Linked DNA regions of Mus musculus: regions 1, 2 and 4 are each linked to region 3. The links are chromatin contacts, called in public Hi-C, HiChIP or PLAC-seq and capture Hi-C maps. All regions are on one chromosome and are shown on one strand. Each heading gives the region's core, a stretch centred on a gene start, on an enhancer-like site or on the middle of the called end of the contact. The rest is flanking DNA. Distances are from core to core; before and after follow the strand shown.

The links. Hi-C and Micro-C count contacts between places; a contact is called where the count stands out from the background. HiChIP or PLAC-seq counts read pairs in DNA pulled down with a chosen protein or histone mark. Capture Hi-C pulls out chosen DNA fragments and counts their contacts.
Region 1: a Hi-C map of B cells shows a contact between it and region 3, with 2.2 times the contacts expected there. The contact joins the promoter of Myl1 here to the promoter of Pth2r in region 3. A contact is called at or near these places in 9 of 39 promoter capture datasets (the 3T3-L1 cell line, 3T3-L1-derived adipocytes, the C10 cell line and 4 more), 3 of 484 Hi-C or Micro-C datasets (B cells, the G1E-ER4 cell line and uterus) and 1 of 9 other capture datasets (embryonic stem cells).
Region 2: a contact with region 3 is called in a capture Hi-C map of embryonic stem cells, with 4 times the contacts expected there. The contact joins the promoter of Map2 here to the promoter of Pth2r in region 3. A contact is called at or near these places in 1 of 484 Hi-C or Micro-C datasets (cerebral cortex), 2 of 115 datasets of contacts at active chromatin or transcription factors (astrocytes and differentiating embryonic stem cells) and 1 of 9 other capture datasets (embryonic stem cells).
Region 4: a contact with region 3 is called in an H3K4me3 HiChIP or PLAC-seq map of stem cell-derived neural progenitor cells, with 9 times the contacts expected there. The contact joins the promoter of Rpe here to the promoter of Pth2r in region 3. A contact is called at or near these places in 2 of 39 promoter capture datasets (embryonic stem cells and hippocampal neurons), 3 of 484 Hi-C or Micro-C datasets (cardiomyocytes, cerebral cortex and cumulus cells), 12 of 115 datasets of contacts at active chromatin or transcription factors (the NIH/3T3 cell line, acute myeloid leukemia, embryonic forebrain and 7 more) and 1 of 9 other capture datasets (embryonic stem cells).

Annotation. Positions count from the first base shown.
Region 1 is chr1:66,933,958-66,936,657 of GRCm38.p6, forward strand. It overlaps Myl1 (myosin, light polypeptide 1), which reads right to left and starts at 1,409. Exons shown (of 7, transcript NM_001113387.1): 1 at 1,319-1,409; 2 at 561-585. The coding sequence starts at 1,321.
Region 2 is chr1:66,320,456-66,323,155 of GRCm38.p6, forward strand. Map2 (microtubule-associated protein 2) reads left to right here and starts at 1,269. Exons shown (of 15, transcript NM_001310634.1): 1 at 1,269-1,687; 2 at 1,949-2,013.
Region 3 is chr1:65,309,960-65,312,659 of GRCm38.p6, forward strand. It overlaps Pth2r (parathyroid hormone 2 receptor), which reads left to right and starts at 1,298. Exons shown (of 13, transcript NM_139270.2): 1 at 1,298-1,711. The coding sequence starts at 1,637.
Region 4 is chr1:66,699,414-66,702,113 of GRCm38.p6, forward strand. It overlaps Rpe (ribulose-5-phosphate-3-epimerase), which reads left to right and starts at 1,418. Exons shown (of 6, transcript NM_025683.3): 1 at 1,418-1,615. The coding sequence starts at 1,494.

The sequences.
Region 1 (2,700 bases), core at 159-2,658, 1.6 Mb after region 3:
ATACGCCGATCTTTCCTATTGTACCGAGTTCATCTTATTTGGAAATCAGTGGCTATAAGGACTTATTAAAGCTCTAATTTTAATTTCCTTAAAGCTTTGATTACTGACTCTAACCAAGGGCTTCAGTTATGCAGGTTTATATTTAGAGTGATTGAAAGCAATTTATATTTAGGGTAGCAGCACCAGTGTGGATAATTAGACAGCACTTAGCTCATCCCAAGGGACTTGGTTTTCTCACTTGTCACCTCTGAGTCCGCACATATGAATGGCTACAGCTTTTAAACTTACCCTCCTGTTGCTCCTTAGAGAACTCGATCTGTTGGAAAGAAATTAATCATAAAGAATATTTTAACCAGAAACAAGTGTCCTGATTTATGAGCACGTCCAGCTCATTCCTCGAGTTCTCTTCAGAATAAGCTCCAGGAGTCAGCCCACTTATTCTGAGTTCAGGCATGGCATAGGCACGAACAGTCTGAGTCACAAAGGAACATGCTGTGGAGTTAGGGAAATCTCAAAGACAGACAGAGCTCTTCCTAGGGTAGAGCTGCTCAGTCACTTACCGGCAATCTGGTCAGCACTGAAGGACTGTGGTGGCAAGAGAGAGAGAGAAAGAGAGGACTTTCAAATGCATTGACAGAAAGAGTGCTCTTTGCTCTGAGGCCTTTAGGGAACCAGGTAGGTACAATGGCACAGGAAGAGTGTGTGAGGGAAATTTTGAACCTAGGAGCATAAAATCTATTGCGAAAGATAACTTGGAAATCCTTTCTCTATATCTTAACCATGTAAAATATTAAAAAATTCTAAACAGAAAGAACACTTCCTAGAAAATGCCATAGCTGTCTATATTTAGCATATGTCAGATAAGGTATACATTTAAAACTGCAAATAAAATTACATATAAAAACCACCCTTTAAAAGTCTTTCTGTCTAATTAACGTATTTTATACTAGTATATGACACTGAAGAATCAGAGGCAGTTTGCTTAACTTTAGCTACTGGTTATCACTGAATTCTATTTTAAAGCAACACTATAGTTGCACTTTTATCCCCCTTCTAAATTTAGATGAATCTTGCATGATATAACAAAAGCTGGTGAAGCACAAACGCCTGCTCTGAGAAAAAAGACGAATTTTTCCATCTGGTGCAACAGTTCCAAGTAATTTCTTCTATCTAGCTCATAGAAACCAATAGTAGGTTCCAAAAACCTTGTGTTAAATAGGTTCTGTCCTCCATCCTATTCCTTGTCTGCCTGGCTGCTCCTGTTGCCTAACTGTCTCTTCCTATAAATGACATATCGTCGTTGTCTTGTAGGACCCACCATGATGGAGTTCTAGGCTGCGAAACAGCAGTGGAGCTGGAGGATAAACTGAAGGCAGCTCCAATCCCTGAGTGGAGTCTTAACCTCTCTCTGGCTTCCTTTTATTTCTGGGCAAACTGACCTCATATCTAGCATCAGATTTCACAGGGCAGTTGCCACTCCTCCTGGAGGAGTTCTTTAGCTTTCTTAGGGCAAAGGGAAAGAGAGACATGTACCCTGGGGCTATTTTTAGGAAACCAGCATCTAGACGTGAACAGCCCTGGTGAGACTGAAGCCTGTCAGTACTTTTATGGTCTTTATCTCTGAGATGTTCCCTGCAACTGTCCTCCTTAAGACATTTCTTTGCTCGTGGAAAACTTGGGGTCATCTAGGGCTCGGGCTTCTGATATATAATTATGGACCTTGCAAGTGTCTAGTCAGCAAGACTGGGTATTAATGGAACTTCATGGATGCGACTGGGTTGAAGTTTGAAATAGTAACTGTTATAGAAAGAACACTCTCCAATTCTTGGCCCCTTATGGTAAAGTTCTGAGGTCTTGAAAAGGCATTGAGTGCTCTGGGTATTTCTTAGGATACACCCACATGGCAACCTGATCAGGTTCCCAAATCGCCATTAAAGAATAGTCTTTATAATCAGTATTAGCAGGGGTATAATCTAAGCTTAAAAAAAGTGAGAATGGTTTGGCGCCTCCCTTTCTATCTCCCCCCTTCGTCTCCTAGCATTTGTTTGAGGACAACCTTCCTCTCCCATTTTCTTTACAGAGACTGACTATTTGTATATTTTTATTTCTGAAATTCTTAGCAAGCAAGGAAACTGACACATCCATTTTGTATCTTGTTGTTGTTGCTAAGTTCTTACTAAAACCAAGCTTCCCTGTCCAACACTTTATGGCTCAGTCTACAGACCAAGAATAAAATAACCTAAAGTAAGGCTCATGGCGTGCAAAATAGTACTTCGACATTTTAAAGGTGTTTAAGGGAATTGCCGGCGATGGGCTTTTATAGCAGCTTATCTGAAAACAGGAAAAGCTGCCATGGCTTTGGGGGAAAGATCAGTTTTAGAGTGTTCACTGGAGTTCATACATGGGGGTTATCATTCTCGACACACTTGCCCTAGCTCAAAGGAATAAAGAAGATGTGAGGTGAATTGTGACTTCTGCATGTGTCCTTAGGGAAGTTACTCATAAAAAGCAGGAAGTGTGTCTTGCTCAGTATTTTCAACTTATGCTCTTACCGTTCTAGAGAAATGAACAGCTAAGTATGCACCACCTCTTCAAAATACATAATTACGTGGACATATGAAAACATCACAATACTAGCCGCTATTTTGTGTGATTATTAGGTGCTAATCACAATATTAAAAGTATATATCATTTTGACTC
Region 2 (2,700 bases), core at 19-2,518, 1.0 Mb after region 3:
AAAAGGGGAGAATGTTGCTTCTGCAAATGAAAGGTTGACAAGATCAAAGGCACAGGATCTTACTGGATTCTGTTTTGCCTTCAAACAGCATAAGAGGAAAGAAGAGAAAGTCACTTGGTGAGAGGGGACAGCCCAGTGGGCTAGTTAGGAAGCCAGGCTGCTGCCTCTGTGTGGGAATTAGGATGTAGTAGCCCTCAGGCCCCAGCTTTCTCATCTGTGAGGCTGAGTGATTTCTGAAGATGCAGATATGGATTGGATCAATCCCATAGAAAAGAAAAAAAATGAATATTTATGAAAGCAAAATTAGCTCATGATCAAAAATGGGGAAGAACATGGCAGCAGGAAATGAAACTCCATCTTAATTGAATTGAAAGCACAACACAAATCTGTCAGAGGCAGAGCTTTCTAGAAGGAGGAGAAGGAACTGTATCCTTTTGTCTCCAGATTTTCTCCACTGTACTCCTGTTCTCTCTTCCTGGCATCTCCCTTCTCTCCAACCCCCACCCCCTTGCTTTTTGTTTCCGGTAACCATGGTGATACTTCCTCTCAGCAACCTTCTTTGCAGCTGGCCCTTTTGATACACAGAAAATTTACTCCATTTACTGGTTCAGGGCTCTAACAATGCTTTACCAATTCATCTATTAACCATTTTCTCCAGGATAATACAGGTGAAGAATTATTCTACAGTTAAGTCCCCTACATAAAGCACACTGTATGACAGGGATATTCAATTGTTAATTTCATTTGCTAACACGAAGGGGAGACTGGTTATGCCAAACACTGAGTTCCCTGTAATAACCTTCACCTCAGGGACAGCAAAGTCCCAGTCCTCAAACTGGTTGTCACCTTCTTTTGTATGGAACCAGAATAAAATGATTGCAGAGGGATATCACATGGCTAGCCTTGAAGTGACACATTGCCAAGCTTGTAGTTATCATATTTACAAAGCCTTTGAATTTTCTGTAGAAAAATATATACTAGTATATACACTTCTTTAATACATACCTTTTTGGGACATAAATAATAATATGGGATAGTTTTTAAATATTGTATTCATCTGTCAATGACAAAACCTCAAACTATCTCTAGTATACTTCATATAGATAATAAAATTCCAATTAATGATCATTTACTTATGTCCAGTTTGTGTAGCTTAACTTGCCTGTAATCCTATATTCCTGAAAACGAGTCTCTCTAAGCCTGCCCCGCCCCCACGTGTGTGTGTGTGTGTGTGTGTGTGTGACACAAAGGAGACCAGATGATGACATTCGTAGGCTTATAGACTTGACTCCTGGGGACACATTTGGATGGAGGCAATTAAAATGCCTGTCAGGCATTTGGTACCAGAAGTCCCCATGGCAAACCGCTAAATCCTAAGCCAGAGGCAGCATCCTTTTGTCAGTGAATGATGGCGGAGCTGAGTGGCTTGTCATCATTCTCGAAAATTCTAAGCCTAGTGAGCTCTCTCTCCCTCTCCTACTTGCCTTATTTTCCTTTCCGCCACTGCGGGGACTTTTTCTAATTTGCAGCTTCCCTTTCCACGGCACACACAGACAGGAGCTGGTGGCTTTCAGACTGCGTCTGTCTGGAGCTAGCGACACAGAACAGAGGGAGTGTTCCTGAAGCAGGGTTCTGCGGTGGCAGCTCTTACAGACTCCATTCGAGGGGTATTGCTGCATATCTACCGGTAATGCTTTAGGGCTTTTTACATTTTCTTTTCTTTTTAATCCACGTTTTCAAAGGATCAGCTTTATGTGGCCTCGGAATACTGTGTTTTAAATACGTTATTGAGCTTAAAATCCAAGCGCTGCCTTTTTTGTGCTCCAGACTCCAAGGCATACATTTATTATCTGGATATCAAGGATGAATGGACTTATTGGTGAGTTGTGATTTTTGATATTTATCTGACAAACCTATATGTATATATGTGTTTCTTTTGTTTCTCTAGGTTCCTCAGCTTGTCTCTAACAGAGGAAGCACTGATTGGGAAGCACTCAGTCAGAAAATTAAAAGGTACTGCATGATTTATTTGGACGTTTAAAGGAAGGGCAATTGAGAAAGAATTGGAATGCTTTTATTTTAGGTTTACCCTCATGGCTGGTTTTTTATCCCAGAGTGGATTGTCTGATCTTTGTCTAGAAGATGTAGGAGTTCTTATGCAGATTTCACCATCAGCCGAGGCTATTTTGAATAGAAAGTATCTAAAAAATATATGCCTTTTGTCTATGCTGCAAATACTAAGAAATATCAGCTTGCCTAGCTCATCTGTAATGTTTGGATTTTTGTCATTGTGACAGTTAACAAAATGTCTGAAATATGTGTATCACAAAGAAAATATATTTATTTGAACTTAAGAGAAACATGTTAAAAATTATTTTAGATGGAGGTTTCCTGTGGATCCATGCTTTAAAAAATAAATATTCTAAATAAAATGGTTCACCCTTTTAGATGGGAAGAGCTTTGGAGACTGAAGCCCAGGGATGACTCAGTGTTGTGAAATTTGGTGAATAAAATATTATAATTTCTATACAATATCTTTAGTATACAACAGGAAATATATTTAAAGTCAGAAATGGTTAATTTTCAAAAGAGCTTAGTATCATATGCTTTATTCAGAATTAATAACATAAGAAAATAGATCCTTTCTCTTGCTATGAAAGCAGTTGAATCCATTGATCTGGGCCTCAAGCCTTACATGAA
Region 3 (2,700 bases), core at 48-2,547:
TTAACTTGTATCTGGAGGCCCTGATTTGATCCATAGCATTGCAAAACAAAACACTGGTAGATTTAGATACATTAAAAAGGAAAAAAAAAAGCCCTTGACATTGATTAAAGTATTAGAAGTTAAGGTGAGAATAAAGGTGTACAGCCATAGCAGCGGTTATACAGAATATTGCAAGTACAGACAATATTCTTCTATTCAACATAGTCCTTTGCTCAGTCATAGATTGAGTTGTCACAACCACAATCATTATCATCATTCATCATCACCACCACCACCATCATCGTCACCATCATCAATAGTAACTATAATATATACACTTACTGAGCATCTCCCTTAGAGGGCGCTGCATCTTAAACTCAACTTTCCCGATAAAGTTTTGAGTGTACAACTGGACCTAACGCTTATGTTCTCCCAGAATTCATATGCTTGCAATCTAAGGGTCCAATAAATAGTAGCAATACCCTGATGAGGGATCCCAGAGAGATACCTTCACAGTTTCTGCCATGGGAGGGTACAGTGAGAAGAAGGGGCAGGCAGACCATGTTCTGACCATCAACTCTGAGGAACAAAATTACTATTAAAGCACGTGAGAGTACAGGAAGAGGGTTTAGCAAGAAGCTAGTGGTTTTGGAGTATTTGCTATAAGCTTTCATTTTGAGCACGCCTTTCTAAGAGCTGCATTTAAAGGATTGAAGGCAAAACCTGATGATCAACACAAAACCCTGTGAGCTTGGAGCTTCGGTGAGCTTGGAGGACAGAAGCTACGGTTTACTGCACCAGTCCGTCCTGATCAGAACGTGTCTTCAGAGGCAAAACTCCCAAAATGCAAAACAAAAACAAACAATAACCCATAACTGAAAAACAAAATCAAGCAAGCAAGCAAGCAAGCAAGCAAGCAAGCAAGCAAGCAAGCAAAAAACCAACAAAATGTTGCTAGAAATAACTGAAATATTTCTTTTGGGACTTTGAGCTTCCACAGGACTGAGTCCTTTTATCGTCAAAATGCTATTTCTCATTAGTAATTTGTGTGACACACACACACACACACACACACACACACACACACCCCTCCCATATCTGCCATATCATTGTAGTGAGGAGAAAATGAATCGGAGAACTTGTGCTGTGGGTAGCTGCAGAGACTAACCCTACAGGTCTCAGGAAGCCTTTATCACACTGGCATCTTGGTGGCAGATGGTCAGTGCGCATCTGGGCAGGAGGAAAGTTTTGGGCCATTCCTCTGAGGACTTAGGGCATTCCCAGAGATGGCTTGGGGACTCAGAGCCCAGTGCAGCGAAGCAGACACACCGAGAGTCAAGCCTGGCTGCAGCCCTGCTTCGGGATCGCATGGCATCTGAGCTCCTGGGTTGCGGACTGAGTGACTGGCAAAGGACGCACTGGCGTCCTCCGCCCCCTCCCTGCAGCTGTCCTCGGTAGAAGGCGGGACCACCCAGAGCCCTCAGGACGGGGTTCCAGACTCTGGGGCGCAGGCAGCCAGACCCCCGAGAGTCCTGGCTAGTGACTCCCGCGCCTCAGCTGCCCAGCGGTGCCTCGCTCCCCATCACAAGTTTGGTCCATACTGGACAAGTAAGCGAGCCTGGGATACAGACTGCTTTTGCCTTGGGCAGTTTTGGACATGGCCTGGCTGGAGACTTTCACCTACATTTGTGGATGGCTGATTCTCAGTAGCTGTCTCCTGGTTAGAGCGCAGGTAAGAGCTGGGACACCAGAGCGTGCTTCCCCAGCCAGAGAAGCAAGCCCAGGGCGCGCCGCACTGCACCGGTCTGTCCACATCCTCTTCAGGCGGGAGGTCCCAGCTCCGGGCGGATGGACCAGCTTCCTGGTGTTCAGGGATCTGGTAATGCACAGCTGGAGGGGGAAGAACTTTGTTCTTTCTGATAATCCCCGGGGTACTCGCTTCAACCACCACAGTAGGTTTTGTTTGTTGGCAATTCACCATCATGTTTGAGAGCTTAAAACTTCTAGAATCGATGATACAGTGTAAAAGTGTAACTGTTTCTCTCTCTGATACAGAAGCGCGTATTTAAGCAAAGGGGCTATACCGAATAAATACCGTATTAAATACAGCTCGGGTCTTAAACGTTGAATAGCAGTGGTTGTAATTTTCTTATTGCCACTGTCGCTTAGGGGTTTTCTGGAAGTTCTTTCATAGTGGGTCTCTTTAATGTGCACGGAACAGTTCATCTTCATTTTTTTAAGTCAAAGAATATGTTAGGTTTATAGTTTTATTTATTTATTTTTCAAACGAACTAGAAAGATGCTTGCAGTGGTGTGTGTTTTGTGGTTTGATTTGTCCTATGATTTAAGACATATCCGAGGTTATATATGTCCTGTTCGGTAGAGGGCGCACATTGACTGTCAAATAAAGATTCAATTGGTTTTAAAAAAACTTCCACAAAGTTAAAGCACCCATGAATATGTTCCGGTGGTACTTAAAATGACATCTTAGACCTTTAAATGACCAAATTGAATTTTAGTTATTCAAAAGATACAGTTAAAAAAATCCAATCTTCCAAAGTCGTAACAACATAAAATCAGAAGATATTTCTAGGAAATATCTTTCCTGAGACATGCTACTCTTACTTAGCAGGATCAGGACATTTCATGTAGACTTATTGTGTTGTGAAAAAAGAATGAGTGGGGAATCATACAATGGACACTTAAAAATATGTTCTCTTA
Region 4 (2,700 bases), core at 168-2,667, 1.4 Mb after region 3:
AATTGACTTCACTGCCCGGATTATGACCCGGAATGCTGGTATATCCCCAAGTCAGAATATTAAAGACTATTGTCTTCTAACTGTGTCCCCTGCAGAAACCATGGCATCTAAATTACCAGCATGCTTTTAATAAAACTATGAGAGCCCTATCCTTGTTCTTTAGGAATTGCTCTTGTTCTATCCACGTGTATCTTCATGTACCTTTTCATTTTTTCCTGGCCCAGACTCTGGATACGTTTGACATTACGCCACTTATCCATTTCAAGAATTATGGCTGGATAGCAACTCTATCAGACTGGCTATGAAAGACCCACAACGTGAGGACTCCCCCACGTTCTGACTCAGGAGAGGCGACACCCCAAATCACACAAGAAACGGTCTTACTGCAAACTTATTCAAGAGGGCTCTCGGGCCCACGGTCATACACCACGCAGGGGTAGAGGTCTGTGGCACACCGATTAGCTGGGTAAGGAGGTATTTAAAGGAAGAAACCACAACTCAAGGAAGTGGGGAGGGCTTTGTTGGAAAATACCAAAGATACCAGTTAAGAGTCCCAAGGAAGTGCAAAGTCACAAGAGTCACAAGGAATACCTGGTAATTGTTCCAGTTATCTCTCAAGACAGTTTCTAAGAGCCCCTAACAATAGCACATTTGCATAGCAATGGTCAGGGTGACTTTCTTTGAATGAACACTCTTTGAACCCAGGAAGCGGGTGGGTGGAGGAATGTCGCTATCTGTTTTATGATTAGCATCATTAAGTCACAGAGGTCACATTCCCATGCCTGGGCCTAAAGGCCTAGAATTTTGTTTTTACGTTATACTTTCAGCTACTGCAAAAATTCCTACACTGAGTACTCAGCAGTCACCAGTTATCAGCAGCTTGACTAAGGAACATCTCAGAAGAGAGGACTGTAAGAGACAGAGGGTGGGGGAAGTTCAACGGAATGCTGCAATTAATGATTGCATAAGCAACTGTGGCTCCCTGCACAAAACCTACAGACACGTGAGGTGAAGTTATTTAAGTAGGAGAGGAGTTAATTGGGAAGAAGGGGTCAGGAGGAGTGGCTGGGGTAAGAAAGGGTAATGGGGTTGAATATGATCACAATATATGCTATACGTGTATGAAACAGAGAAAAAAATAAAAACAAATTTCCTACATTGTAGGTGGTAGTCTAGCTGATCAACCCGTAGAACTTCTTACATTGTACTCAATAAACTATTTTCCCTTTCAAAAGGAAAAGAAGCCAGAAGATCCTTGGAAATCCAAGACAGAAGGCAGAAGCTCTGCACCTGGCTCCGCCCCTAGCCAGCCAGCTGACGCCCCCCCCCCAGGAGGAGGCGGGACTTCCTCGCCGCAGGGCAGCTGCTTCCGGCAGAGTCCGGAAGAGAGTGCGAGGTGGGAGGGGGCGGAGCCAGTGCGGCGCGCCCAATCGGGACGGAGTCTTGGCTGGCCCGGGCTCTCGTGGGCTCACTCGCTCTAGGGAACCGGCACCATGGCGTCGGGCTGCAAGATCGGCCCGTCCATCCTCAACAGCGACCTGGCCAACCTGGGGGCCGAGTGCCTGCGCATGCTGGACTCGGGGGCCGACTACCTGCACCTGGATGTAATGGACGGGTAACTCCGCGGGGCTCGGGGCGGGCTGGCCGCGCGGGTCGGCGTCGCTGCACCTCAGCGAGCGCCTGTTGGGTGCACGGCGCCCCTGTGCGACGACGGGCTGCCTGGCCAAGCGCGCTGCCGAGGGCACCGAGCCGGCCCTGGCTGACTTTGGGGCCCGGTCCTTTCCCCGCCACCCCGTAACCTGTGGTGATAGGACCCGGGAGCCACCTCCAGTGTTCAGGATCTTCCTCTGGTGAACTCGTAGAGAAACTGAGGCCCAACGGGACAGGCGCGACTTGCTCGATCGAACTCAGATAACTAACTAGTTCTCGACAAAGCCGGCAGACAGCCTCAGCTTGACACCTGGATGGGCTTCCGGAGTTCGACCACTTGCCGACTTGTCTTAGGCAAGCCGCTTCAGCCTTGATTGGGACTCGGGTTCAGTGTGAGGAAAATGGAAGGATTATTGATCATAGAACGCTTCCGCGTCTTGGGGAACTTGAAACGAGCAAGTCCAGTGCCTGGCGTGTAACAGATTCTCTGCAGTTGTTAGTTGTATCGAATAACCCATTCGAATTCTGATTTTCCTGTCTATTTTCTCTTCAGGCACCCTGCTCTTCAGGGAGGTCAGTTTTTTTGTAAGTAATTTTTAAGCACTGTAGTTATAATGCTCAGAATCAGGGTACAAGTTTCCTAAGTTGGTTCTAAAGTGAGGAAACAAACCTAGACCCAAAGGAGGCTGGAGGACTTGCTCAAGATTACAGAAGATTGTGACAGACTTGGAACTTGAATCTTCTTGGCTTTTTGACTAGCATTTCCCACCGAAAGTTTACATAAAATTATAAAAGACCTTGGGAGTGAGATAGAAAAATAAATTTATTTCAAATAAGCAAAATCTGTTTGCCCTCAGTCACATTGGCAAATATGTGTTATTTACATCAGTTTCGTTTCTTGTTGGAGGTTTTGCTGTTCTTTCTGGTTTTTTTGAGACAAGGTCTGTATAAATCTTAACTGGCCTCAAACTCAAAATCTTGCCTCAGCTTCCCAAATGCTGGGATTATGGGCACGGGTCCCCACACTCAGTTACACTAATTCTTTTTAAC